3 separate regions of the Mus musculus genome follow, and regions 1 and 2 are each linked to region 3. A link is a contact called in public HiChIP or PLAC-seq and promoter capture Hi-C data. All regions are on one chromosome and are shown on one strand. Each heading gives the region's core, a stretch centred on a gene start, on an enhancer-like site or on the middle of the called end of the contact. The rest is flanking DNA. Distances are from core to core; before and after follow the strand shown. Region 1 overlaps Gm32511 (predicted gene, 32511). Region 2 overlaps Gm46120 (predicted gene, 46120). Region 3 holds the start of Myo1e (myosin IE).

Evidence for each region. Promoter capture Hi-C pulls out the DNA fragments that hold promoters and counts their contacts. HiChIP or PLAC-seq counts read pairs in DNA pulled down with a chosen protein or histone mark.
Region 1: a contact with region 3 is called in a promoter capture Hi-C map of the HPC-7 cell line, with 13 times the contacts expected there. The contact joins the enhancer-like site here to the promoter of Myo1e in region 3. A contact is called at or near these places in 10 of 39 promoter capture datasets (3T3-L1-derived adipocytes, the C10 cell line, the HPC-7 cell line and 7 more), 4 of 115 datasets of contacts at active chromatin or transcription factors (differentiating embryonic stem cells, extraembryonic endoderm stem cells, large pre-B cells and 1 more) and 1 of 9 other capture datasets (adipose tissue).
Region 2: an H3K4me3 HiChIP or PLAC-seq map of pro-B cells shows a contact between it and region 3, with 5 times the contacts expected there. The contact joins the enhancer-like site here to the promoter of Myo1e in region 3. A contact is called at or near these places in 7 of 39 promoter capture datasets (the 3T3-L1 cell line, the C10 cell line, the HPC-7 cell line and 4 more) and 5 of 115 datasets of contacts at active chromatin or transcription factors (embryonic hindbrain, embryonic limb bud, large pre-B cells and 2 more).

Annotation. Positions count from the first base shown.
Region 1 is chr9:71,171,652-71,175,822 of GRCm38.p6, reverse strand. Gm32511 (predicted gene, 32511) reads right to left here. Exons shown (of 6, transcript NR_110517.1): 2 at 3,097-3,375. Among named protein-coding and RNA genes, the nearest start is that of Gm32511, 5.0 kb to the right of the region's middle. Within about 2 kb of position 2,057, at least 25 of the 459 cell types and tissues checked have an H3K27ac peak or open chromatin away from gene starts, as enhancers often do. A contact at or near this core is called in the HPC-7 cell line, where this site is marked.
Region 2 is chr9:71,070,549-71,074,841 of GRCm38.p6, reverse strand. The region is part of intron 1 of Gm46120 (predicted gene, 46120); the gene reads right to left. Among named protein-coding and RNA genes, the nearest start is that of Gm46120, 3.5 kb to the right of the region's middle. Within about 2 kb of position 1,506, at least 13 of the 459 cell types and tissues checked have an H3K27ac peak or open chromatin away from gene starts, as enhancers often do. A contact at or near this core is called in pro-B cells, where this site is marked.
Region 3 is chr9:70,204,769-70,208,782 of GRCm38.p6, reverse strand. It overlaps Myo1e (myosin IE), which reads right to left and starts at 1,433. Exons shown (of 28, transcript NM_181072.3): 1 at 1,080-1,433. The coding sequence starts at 1,082. The region is part of intron 1 of Gm26849 (a long non-coding RNA gene); the gene reads left to right.

The DNA of each region.
Region 1 (4,171 bases), core at 808-3,307, 970 kb before region 3:
GCAGCTCTGACTGTGTTCCACTCAGATGCCTCAGTCAAAATGACTTGACTTTAAATAGCTTCTTTACTGCTTACATGATCATTAACCAGTGACCTTTCTCTCCATCAATCCAGCTGGGAAACCAGCTAAGTGGGAATTTGATTAGTTATTTAGAAATAAATCCATCTCGGGTCAGCAGATTAAAAACTCCAGCAGATAAAATCCTCAAGCCTGAGACCCAAATTCAATCCCCAGGACCCAAGTGGAAGGAACAAATTGACACTGAACACTGTCCTCCGACCTTCATGTGAGCATCATGGTGCATGCTCACACACTCATGCACACTAAATCAATAAAATGTTTAAAGAAAAGATGAAAGAAGAAACAATCCAGATAGACAGAGCTGGAGTCTCCAGATTCTGTGAATTAAGTGGAAAGATGCGAAGAGGTGTTTTACACAGCATCTGTCCATCAGAAATATGGCATTTAAAGACACACCTTTGTTTCTCTCTCAAGGACAAAGGTTTTGATGTCAGTGGTATGCTAATGTTTAAAAGCTTGTGTTCTGAGATTGCATAAGAAGTTCTTGGGTAAAACAAGCTACATCATCTTGTCCTACAGTCAAGGTGATCCTGGAGAGGGACAGCCGCCTGGAGAATGGGAACATCACATTATAAGCCACATGCATTCCATATCTTAGCAATAGAATTGGCTTTGAAAACCATTGCTAAGTTTGATTTGGGTCCCAGTTATTGTGAAAACATCTCATGCTGTCATGGTGGTAAAGTTCATAAACTTACACAGTACAGGTCCACCTGAGCTCTTTAGGCCATACCAAGAAATATATAAAACATCACTGTTATTTTTGAAGAAACTCTGACCTGAGTGCATTATACACACTGCCTGTATGTATTTGCACACATGTGGGGTAATAAGGGGCTGGGCCTAAGGGCTACATGAGTAATACAACTTAAATAAAATTCAATGTGGGTAATGCACTGGTGAGGCTAGGACTCACAAATAGGTTTGGAAGGCTGGAGAGACAGATGGCCTGGTGACAAAAAGCTACCAGATTCAGGTCTCAGCACCCATTTCAGGCAGCTCCCAACCGTCTGGAACTCCAGCTCCAAGGCACCCTCCCTTTTACCCTCCGTGGGCACTGCACTCACATGCATGCAGATCCCAGCACACAAGGAGACATAACTAAAGATAAAATCATATTTTAAAAAGGTAGGAAATGACTTTACTTCTGAAAAGGTGAAGTAACTAGGGTTTGGGCAGGAAGACTAGCAGGAAGATAAGGTTCTAGATGAAAGATAAAGCACAGGCAGGAACTTGTAGGCAGAAGTGAGCAAGGCCTATTGCGAAATCGGTGAGTCCTGTCAGACGAAATCAAATTTCATGTTGAGAATATTGAAGTGCATATCTGTGAAGTTACAGAGGACTTAGACCTGTTGGGTGCCTTAGCCCCCCTCCCTTTTTTTCTGTTATAACAAAATATCTGAAAATGAGTAATATATAAAGAAAAGGGGTATGTTTAGCTCTCATTACTGGTGAGAGGCTCCTTGCTACCTGATGCTGTATTTTGCATAATCAGACAAAGCAAGTGTGGCACTTTCCCCATAGCCCATTAGTCCATAGGTAGAGTCATTCATTCACCAGGGAAGATTTTCCATGAACCAGATGCCAGTCTCAGCTCTCAGCACTGCTGTTGGGCACCAAATTCCCGGCGAATGAACTTTTTAGGGGCTATCACAGTGGGACATTGTCAGTATGGATATAGGGATTCTGGTCTTTACCTTATGCATAATCGGGAACTGCTGAGTTCTACTAAAGGAAAAAGTATAAATAACAGTGTTTTAAAAGGTTTGTCCTTCAGGCAATAGGATCTACTAGGTGACTGAGCAGGGGAGTGAGAGCTCATTCAGGCCTTCTCACTAGTATTTCTTCTTGTCAATTACAAACAAGGGGGCTAGAGAGACGACTCAGCTTTTTAGATCACTCGCTGCCCTGCCAGAGGATTCGAGTTTCTCTCCCAGAACCCACCGGTGTTCACCTCCCAGTCCCGAGTAACTCTAGCTACAGGGGAATCTGATGCTCTGCTGCCTCCCATGGGCACCTGCGTGAAAATGCACACACCCACACACAGATGTGCACATGCGTACATAAAACGTAAAAATAAATCCATTTAAAAAATTATGTCTCTAAATATTGACACTTAAAGGATGGGCTTTGTTTAGTAAGAAGGGCGGAACCTTTCCTGTAATGGAAGCCACTCAAGTTTCAAGATCTGTTGACTTGTAGCAGTGACATGAATTACTGTGAAAGAGTAGGAATTTATTAAAATGTTTGTGTGTGTATGTGAAGAACTGTATTTACACATTAAGGCTATAAATTATAATGGCAAAAGAGGATCTTGTTTACTCTGTGCTGATTAGCCAGCTTACCTGCACTCATGCACCTACCTCTATTTAAACTGACTGCAAAGATTCACCAAGAGTTTGACCATTTCAAATGCATCTATGCTTGTAAAATGACCTTGGACTTGTAAACAACTCCACAAGGCTGGCCATAAACATATAATGTAGATCTGATTTTTATTCAACATACCGCAGATGGAGGGGCAATCAGGAATATAGCAAACAAACACAAAAATGGGAGTAATGATTATTATGTAAAGTAAAAGACATAAAATATTTAATGTTTGAAGGGGAAAATTTACTTTGACAAAAAGCATAGCTTACTGGGGAGTTGTGATGATGATGAAAATTTATATAAAGACAGCTTAGGGTGTAGTGAAGCAAAGTTACATACATGTATACAGCTATATATGCAGATATACAGGTATATTGGTGTGCATATATTTACACACATGGACATATGTGTTAACATATCTATACTTATATATGAAGGAATACGTTTCAGGAATTAGTCTTACACCGTTTTAGCAGCTAGTTATGCTGCCTCTGACAGATATATTGCTTCATACCTGAAACTTGAAGTTCAAGTTCATAGAAAGATCAGGGAAGAGGAGATGCATGGGAAGTGGGGCACATCGAATGCACTCTGGGACCTGCCATTGTCACCTGGGGTTTATGAGAACAGACTGATACCTACTGAAACTCATCAGTCCCAATTGCTTCTGATCTTGATGACATGGATGGCCTACAGAAGGTAGAAGGCAGCTTCATTGTCGAGTTCCATATCTTCACACCTCATGTGGGAGTTGAGAAAGCTGAAGGAAGATCCAGGCAAGGTGGAGAGGCTGCAGGTGTGGATGTGACCTCATACCAGTAAGGTGAGCTACCAGATGAGTGACAACACATGAACTACAAACAGGTGGTGCTTCAGGCCTGTCCTCAGGAGCTATTGCAAGCATTTCTCTTGGGACCTACCCTAACAAGAGATAGAGAGAGGGAGAATTGGGGAAATACACTTGGCTTACCAGAGTCACAGGCAACACAGCACTGACATAGACAGAAAAAGTTTGCACTGAAGCCAGAAGCACAGCCACCATCTTGGAAGCTTTAAGCATTCTTTCCCCAGAATTAGACAGGTAAAGAGGGTCAAGCGAAATTCAAGGGTGGCCCTTGGTTTCCCAACCTAGTGTACGTACACACTATAGTCCAACTGGAAATGAGCCTGACTTATGATTAGAATGAGAGCTTGCCTGTGATTAAGTTATAGGAAAAAAAGCACAGGGGCAATCCAGACGCAAGTTCTCAAATCTGTTGACTGTGAGTTGATAATTATTCCCAATGGATCTAGCTAATTAGGTGAACCCTTACAGTGGACTGACATCTCCTGAAAGTAAGTAATCGTGGTCTGAAAAGACCTGTGGCGGGGTCACATTTTAAGAGTCAAAAGACAGCTGCTAGCAACCCACAGTAAATTGCTGGCCTCGAAATGAAAACAGTCTTTCAACAACAAGGAAAGAAAGTCTGACAACACCCTGAGGGTGCCCACACACTGTCCTTCTCTGTTTAAGCCTTCAGATAATGACAGAGCTGGCCAACACCTTGATCTCAGCTCCTGATGCTACACCAGGCTGGATTACTGGCCCCTTGAATTTGTGCCATAATACCTTAGTATAGATCGGAATTAAGCTTGAGATAATATTTGATTACAGATAATTTTGATACCCAACAAAGAAACTACCATGCTGATTATAATAAAGTGGCATTTATTTTTA
Region 2 (4,293 bases), core at 257-2,756, 870 kb before region 3:
CCTTTGGCTCAGTGGTTGAGAGCACTTGCTGCTCTCGAAAAAGACCTGAGTTCAATTCCCAGCACCTACATCAGGTGGTTTACAACCACCTATAACTCCAGATCCAGGACAGCTGATGCCTGCCTCTGGGCTCCTTGTGCAGCTGCAAGAATGTATACATGTAAACATATAAGCACATATAATACACATAAATAAAAATAAATCTTCCAAAAATAGCCCACAAGGTAACTAAACATTATGCCTACTAACTGGAACTCAACATTATAATGGGCATAATGGGTCACATCTGATTAAAACATCTCCTACATGTTCTACTTGATTATTATTATAATACATTCTATACATTGATATTTTTACAAATCATGTTCTTTATAACGTCTGCTTATAACATTCATATCTTTTTAAGATATTCAATTACTTTTGAGACTCACTTTGTAAGTTTGAAGCTTTCCATGAGATGGGATGTAATATTATATAAAATAGTTTTGCCCCAGACGGATCATATATTCTAAGTAAGGGCAATAGTATCATATGAGACAAATTTATATATTTACAATTTGTTTTCTAAGATTCAGTTTCTCTTCATGAACATGTGTGTTATGATATGAATCCATATGGTCGTTCTGCTCCTGATTCAAAGTCACAAACTCTACCTGTACACACACACACACACACACACACACACACACACACACACACACACACACACAGGGCACACTCGGTGGAAGGAGCCTATGCTACCACCAGGTGGTGACAGAGTGCTGTGGTCTGTGACAGATATGGCTTCAAACAGTGGGGAACCCAAATTTGTGGGCTTTCCCCCCATTAATTAATTGATTTATTCACTTTACATCCCAGTTGCAACCCCACATCTCCTTTCAGTTTCCCTCCCCCCAGATCTTTCCCCAAACCCCCTTCACCTCTGAGAAGGGGGAGGTCCCTCCCAGGGGACCAACACACCCTGGCACCTCAAGTGATTAGTCGCAAGACTAGGCGCATCCTTTCCTACTGAGGCTAGACAGAGCAGCCCAGGTAGGGAAGCAGAAGCCACAGGCAGGCAACTGAGTGAGCCCCCACTCCAGTTGTTGGGACAATTTGTAATCATAGATTCTTGCTCCTTGCCTTGCTAGAGCATTTGCTGGAATAGTATGATGCAAGCAAGCTTAAGGCACAACAATTTTAAAGGTTTTTGCACGGGTTTTACACATTAGAGCATGGGAGAATCTTTCCCTTTTGGTCTCTCAGTGCTTCTTTTTAGCACAAATATCTTTGGCAAAAATATATAAATAAATCACTCAATCCGTAGGCTGCTTAAGGGTGAAACCCTCAAAAATCTCTCAATTATGTTGGACAAAAAAGTTCCAAAGCCCAGTTTCAAGCTAGGCCCCTGTCCAGATAATTTTCTCTACCAGCAAAGCTTTTAAAAGGGCAGCCCCTGGGGGAAGATGAGAATGTTAACATAATTTTCTGAATTGCTTCCCCGAGAAGTCTGTATTCATTATATCCACTTCCTGTGGTGAGGGTTAAGGGTGTGTTCCTGTCGGTAGAGTGCTAGCCTCACGGCACAGAGCTCTGTGGTCCATCTGAATAAAGATCAGAAAACCAAGGTCATCTCTGGTAGCGTACAGTTTGAGGTCAGCTGGGGCTGCAGGATACCCTGTCTTGAAGCAAAAAATAAATAAAAATAAAAAATAAAAAATACATGTAATATGATATAATATAAAGAGCAATGAAAAGAATTTGAAGGATGGTGGTAAGAAGGCTTTGGGAGGCAGCCATCTATCCCAGGATGCCCAACCCTGTTTCACACCTGTGCAGAGAAAATTTTAAAAAATGACTATTTCAAACCCTTTCTTCAAGACCTTCATTTCTTTTCCATTAGCAGAAGAAATGCAAGGGCCACTCCATCTGGGCGAGCCTCACAAACTCTGCATACTGAAGCACTCCCAGCCCCCCCCCCCCCCCCCAGTGTGTGTCCTTGCTGCTTAGCAAGCCGCAGGGAACACAGTGGTGACATAAGCATGGGCTGGTACAGAGGCAATGAGGACCACGTGGCTCATCGCACCAGCAAGCAGACAGGACCACCGAGAAGTCTCTGGTTCACCCCGTCAACACCTTGAGAGGCTGAAACTGACCTCTGGGCCCCCTCCACCCCACGTGAGGCTTCCCAGTGACAAGGAGACTAGAAAGAGTCAGCCTCACCCAGGTGACAAGAGGTCGGACCTGTGAGCAAGGGCAGCAGCTGAAGCTTCTGGAAGGATCTATCAGCCCAGCTGAAGAAGTAGCTCACCTCTCACATCTCTGCAGGAAGGCACAGATAGTTTGTGACTTTGAATCAGAAGCAGAGTAACCATCCAGGCTCATAATTCAGAGAGAGGGAAATAAGATAACTTGAAAAGGGGCAGCCCCTGGGGGAAGATGAGAATGTTAACATAATTTTTGGAATTGCTTTCCCGAGCAGGCTACATTCATTATATATTATATCCATTTCCTGTATTCTCTCATGTAGTCGGGCTCAGTCATAATTAAGCTTTTCTTCAGCACAAGTATTCTTTCTCCAGTCCCTGTTGTCAGGCGTGACGCTACTCACATATCCTGCAGTGCACACCTGCCACCTGCTTATGATGGAGAGAACAGGAGGATGTGTGGTGTCCTCAAAAGCCAAGATCAGTTTTGAGCCACCTCCAAACCCTCCAGGAGTACAGCAGATGCTGGCCATGGTGACGTGAGACACCTGGCTGGCCGAGCTATCTTGTGTGCCTCTAGGAGACTGGAGCAGGAGGAAGGGCAGCACGGAAACCAGGAGAGGGAACAGACAGTAAGCGAAGGTGGCAGAGTAGCCTGGGCTAGAACAATGACTGTGTTCACAGCAGTGGAGGCAGGGACTCAGGACAGCTGGGACTTACTGGTGACACAGAATGATCAGGTTCTGATGTACAATTAATTGTACAGTGTGAGGAGATATATGTTACATGACTGGCTTGTAAGTCTCTTTAAGAATAGGAGTCTTAGGAAGTCAAGGCAATTTTGTGCTACTGACAGACTCTCTGTGGCTCAGACCTTCCTCAGTTGGCAGGCAATAAAGCAAAAGGCCACCTGGATAGAATGGCTCAAAGGCCAGGCCTTCTGAGCACAGGAAAATTTGGCCATAACTCTGTATAGGAGTAAAAATCTACAGCCTTGATGCTTCAGCGCCTAGCTGGAGACCAGAGTGGTTCTCTGTGGAGAAAGAGAAGTGAGGTTTTGTCCTCAGGCCCAGGAGAGCACAGAAGTGAGCCGGTGGGCTCAAAGGCAAACACTTACTGGCCAACCCTTACCTGAAGAATGTAATCTCTGTAAATAGGAACAAGGGGAGAGAAGGGCAGAGAAGGAGGGGAGAGACAGGTGAGCATGCTCATGGAGTGGTCATGGATCTATGGAGAGCAATTGTGGGAGGGAATGAAAGCCTTTAGCTCCTGACCCTTTGTTTCCATTTGTCCAGGTAATGCTGTGGGATTATACTCTCCACTATCCCTTGTGCTTCTTGGCTGTTCCATCCGGCTCATAGGAAACTAGATCTCCTCACAACAGTGTTCAAGCAAGTACAAATGGACACCTCTATACCCATGGTGTCTCTGGCCCAGGAGTCAGCAGTCATGTGTGGGTTATGGCTCCACCCAGTCTCATGTCTCTGTAGGAACTGGGAATCCCTGCAGGTGATGCACAGGTGCCTGAGGTCAAGGCAGACTGGAGAGAATGGGATGTGAGTGGGATGAAGGCTCAGAGCAGCTGCCACAGTGCACCTGACGGTGAGATAGAAGTCAGAGCTCAGTTCCTAGCAAGGAAGAAAGCTCCCCCTGTAGCCTCTGAGAATGTGGTCAGCGCACAGTAGTCTTCTGACAGAATGGGAACCAGGCCAATCAGGGCAGACACATAGTCAGAGATGGAGTGCCATCCTCCAAGTCCACTGAGGGACTGAGAGCTGAGGCGCCTGTGTCAGTGTGGCAGGAGCTTGTCCTCAGGTGCCCCCTTAAGTCAGACACACTTCTAAACTCTATATTTAGAGTATTTATTTTAACACTCCACAGAAATGTCAGGAGGTTCCTTATGAATTTACAAAGATATGAGCACAGAGAAGATTAGGAACTCAACCAGTGTCAACACTGGCAAAGAATAGAATCAGGTTTGGGATATGGGTGCCTGACCCTAGCTATGGAGAGCCTGATGGACAATCAGACTTTAGGAGGTGAAAATCGGTAAAAAGCATTCAGGGTGAGGGGGGATCAAAAGTGAGACTAAGAAAGGAGTGTGTGT
Region 3 (4,014 bases), core at 184-2,683:
GCTATGCTAGGCATCTTTTTTAGTAAGCTTCACCCTCACCGCCAGTAAACAATGAGAAAGCCAGGAGGACAAGCTCCTCCACCACGAAGCAAGTGTGGAAACTTTGAAGCCTTCTAAAACCTTTTAAAAGTTTTTTTTTTAAGTTTTTAAAGTCCCCCCCCTTTCGGTCCGGGTGGCTGGCAATGTCTCTAAAATTCAATCTTTGTTTTTGTCCTTCAGTAGGAAAGCCACACCACGGCAAAGCCCAGGGGATGTGGCTAAGGTTATTTGGGATTGAGAGAGGAGGGTGGCTGGGCTGGGGACTTAGTCTCAAATGAGTTACAGAGAGGCTGTCCAACCCAGACACTCCCCCAAGTACCAAGTGGGAAAGAACAAAACCAGGAACGATCTCCGAGAGGGTGGCGGTCCTCTCGAGCTGGGGACCGGGTGGGGCCCTCCTCAGGAGGTGTTTACCCTACACAGGGACCCTACAGGCCTGGGCTCCCGGCCAGTTTGGCTGCCGCTGCGCGCTGTCGTCAGAGTCCCTGCAGCCCGGGCCACCGCCAGGTGCTCCGCAGTACCTGGCGCCCCTGCCTGCCTTTGTGCAGCGCTCGGCCCATCACCAGCGCAGGCGGGGCTGCCTAGGTCCTCCCCAATGCCAGGAGAACAACTGCGGGATCAGCCTGCCAGGGAGCTCACGCCAGTGCCTGCCCAGGGGAGAGGACCCGAGGGACACAGGCGTGCCCCTCACCTTCTCTAGAGGAGAAAAAAGTCTCCGGTCCCACGGCTGTGCCGGTGAAAACAGACGTGCCCACTCTCAAGCTTCAGACAGCTGGCAGCCACAACAACATTGGCACCAAAACTTTCGCGGCGCAGAAAGTCACTCCAGAGAGTTTTTCTTGTCCCTCCTCTCTCCCTCTTCCCGTTTAAGACCCGGTTTACAGCAAACAGCAGGAAATCAGCGCTCCAGAAGTGCACACTCCCGCGTCCACCTTCTCCACCCCCTGGCCTGGGCAGCTTGCCCAAGGTAGGTGCCCGCTCCGGGGCTTCCTGCCCCATCCCAGGGTCAGGCGTCCTGGGACGCGGCGCAGCCAACTCACCATGGTGACTCCCGCCGCGGTCGCGCCTCCGCCGGGTCCCGCTGCCTAGGCACTGAGGCTGGAACGCGGTCTCCTGGGCGAACTTCAAAAGTTGGTTCCCTTCGCCAAAAAACAAGCTCCCGACACCCAAGCACTCACAGGAGCCAATGGAAATCCAAGAGGGACTCCATCCAGGCGGGATCCGAAACGCTAGGTGAAGGCAAAACTTAGCAGACCCGGTGCACACTCAGACCTGGCGATCCCCAACTGTCTAGAGATGCACCCTGATGCGCTCTGCGGGATTGCTTGTCCAACTGCTTTGCCTGGACCCGCTTTCTCTTAACACTTAATCCGAACTCTTCTCTGGCTCAGGCTGGGCTCGGGCCGGGCAATCTGTCCATAAATGGAGAATTCAGCACAGGCCTGACCAATCAGAATTTGTTTTCGCAGCGTCACTCCTCAGGGAAGCCGAGGTAGCCAACAAGCGTGAACTACAAGAGTTTACAAAGGCCTCTGGATCCTGTAGTCCTGCGGCCTCGCTACCCCGCAGAGCGCGCCGCTGTCCTAGCCGTCCCCAGGGAGCCACCCCCAAACCGAAGGGATGAAAACACTTGGGGAGGTTAGGAAACCGCGCTCCTGTCGCTTCTCTTTACGGAGAAACTTAGCATCGACTTAGCTCCCACTCACAAGTCGCATGATTTTCCTAGATTCTTTTTTTTAAAGAAATATTTTTAACTGCTTAAAAGATCACAAAGTCGCAGCTCAAAGGAAATCCTTTTTCTTTTCTTCTCTCTCTCTTTCTCTCTTTCTCTCTTTTTTTTTTCTTTCTGGATTGTGAGGGAAGTCGAAAATACTTCCTCCACCCGTCTTTTGTACCTGAATTAATTTCCTTGGGAAGGGAGAGGAAGGGAGGGAGGGAGGGGGGGGAGAGAGAGAGAGAGAGAGAGAGAGGGAGAGAGAGAGAGAGAGAGAGAGAGAGAGAGAGAGAGAGAGAGAGAGAGAGGAGGAAGGAGAAGGAGAAGGAGAAGGAGAAGGAGAAGGAGAAGGAGAAGGAGAAGGAGAAGGAGAAGGAGAAGGAGAAGGAGAAGGAGAAGGAGAAGGAGAAGGAGAAGGAGAAGGAGAAGGAGAAGAAGAAGAAGAAGAAGAAGAAGAAGAAGAAGAAGAAGAAGAAGAAGAAGAAGAAGAAGAAGAAGAAGAAGAAGAAGAAGAAGAAGAAAAGAGAGAGACAGAGACCTTGGTCCTCGCGGTGTCCGGTTTCAGGAAGCCAGGTAGCCTAGGAGAGAGGGGAACGGGGATTCCTAAAACAGTATTAGGGAGTCTGACTCCTGGTGAAAGGGAAGACTGAGGAAGTAAACTCGCAGGGCCTCTGCGGGGCTGCGCTCCCAGGATCTGAGGAAGAAGAGTTCAGGAAGAAAAGAGCACAGAAAATCTTGAGATTCGGTCGTCCCCATTCACGTGAACCTAGGATCCTAGAGTTGCAACGGATAGTAAAAAATCAAATCATCTTGGCTAGGACGAGTTTTGCTCTTTGTTTTAATGTGGTGCATACCTTCAGAGGACTATGGCCAAACCAGGAAAAGGAGCGAATGCTGATACACCCTGCAACAGAGAAGGACCCAGGAAACCTAATTATGTGAAAGAGGTTGAGGTCAAAGTTCAGGAGGAACAATTCCGTGTGTTACAGTGGTGGGTAGGAAATGCTGCAGAGAGTAGTAGATCTTGGTTGGCTGCTCGGGACAGGTGTGGTGTGTAGAGGGACAGCTGATGGAACAAAGGGGCTTTGTCTTGTGGGGAGTGGTCCAAGGATGTCCCCTAGGTACTGATGTTGGTAGTAAAGCTGACTATACCCAAAACCGCTGAATTGTGCGTTTTAGAGTAAGAATCTTCTGAATTACATCAATTTTTTAAAGGAGGGAGAGGCACACACACGCCTCTGAGCATGTGCGCAGATGCAGTTCAGAGGACGACTTGTGGGAACTGGTTCTCCCTCCACCATGTTGGTTCCCGGGTTGAACTCGGGTGGTTAGGTTTGGCAAGTGCCATTATCCACTGAGCCATCTCATACCAATTTGAAAGGAAGTCATGTTTGAATTTTTGTGACTATTCCCCCTGTCCGGGCAGCAAAGAACTGAATTCCTTCCACAGGAGATAGGCCAGACACAAGACGCACAACCGTGACACACCTTGCTGGCTTTATGATCTGGTAGGAAGACAACAAGAAATGGTTGGGGGTGGCTCACCTGGAGCTAGTGAGCCTATTTGCTTTGCCAGTGTGAGGACTAGAGTTAGATCCCTAAAACCAATGTGAAAAATATTAAGGTGTCGTGGGATGTTGGGGAGGCAGAGACAGGCAGGAAAGCTTAGGATTCCCTGTCCAAGCAGCCTAGCCTACTCCATGATTTCCACGTCAATAAGAAACTCTAATCTCAAAAACCAAAACAAAAAAGGCAGAGGCCTGAAGGGGTGGTTCAGTGGTTAAGACCACTGGCGGTTCTTGCAGGGGCTTGGGGTTCGATTTCTTATACCTACGTGCTGTTCACCATCCTTTGTCCATTTGTAATTCTGGAAGCTGAGGCAGGAGGATTGATTGCTTCAGCCCAGAAGGTCTAGCCAGCCTGGGTAAGAGTGAGACCCCATTAAGACAAAAACAAACAAAATATAACCGGAAGTAAAAAAAAGAAAAATGACAGCCAAGCCTTTGACACAGCAGGCGTGACCTCCATGTGCCCAGATGTGGCTCCTTATGTCACTGAGGCACTCCACCTTCAAAGTTGTATTAGGTATTTTAAGAACTCGGGAACAGAGATTCCCAAAGAAGAAAGCTGAGCTTACAGACAACACAAGGAACAGTAGGTTTTAGGTCCAAAATAATGACACATGCCTAAGTCGTCATCCCATCCATGGGCTCTGTTTCTCTGTATCTCTCTCTCTCTCTGTCTGTCTGTCTCTCCTTCTC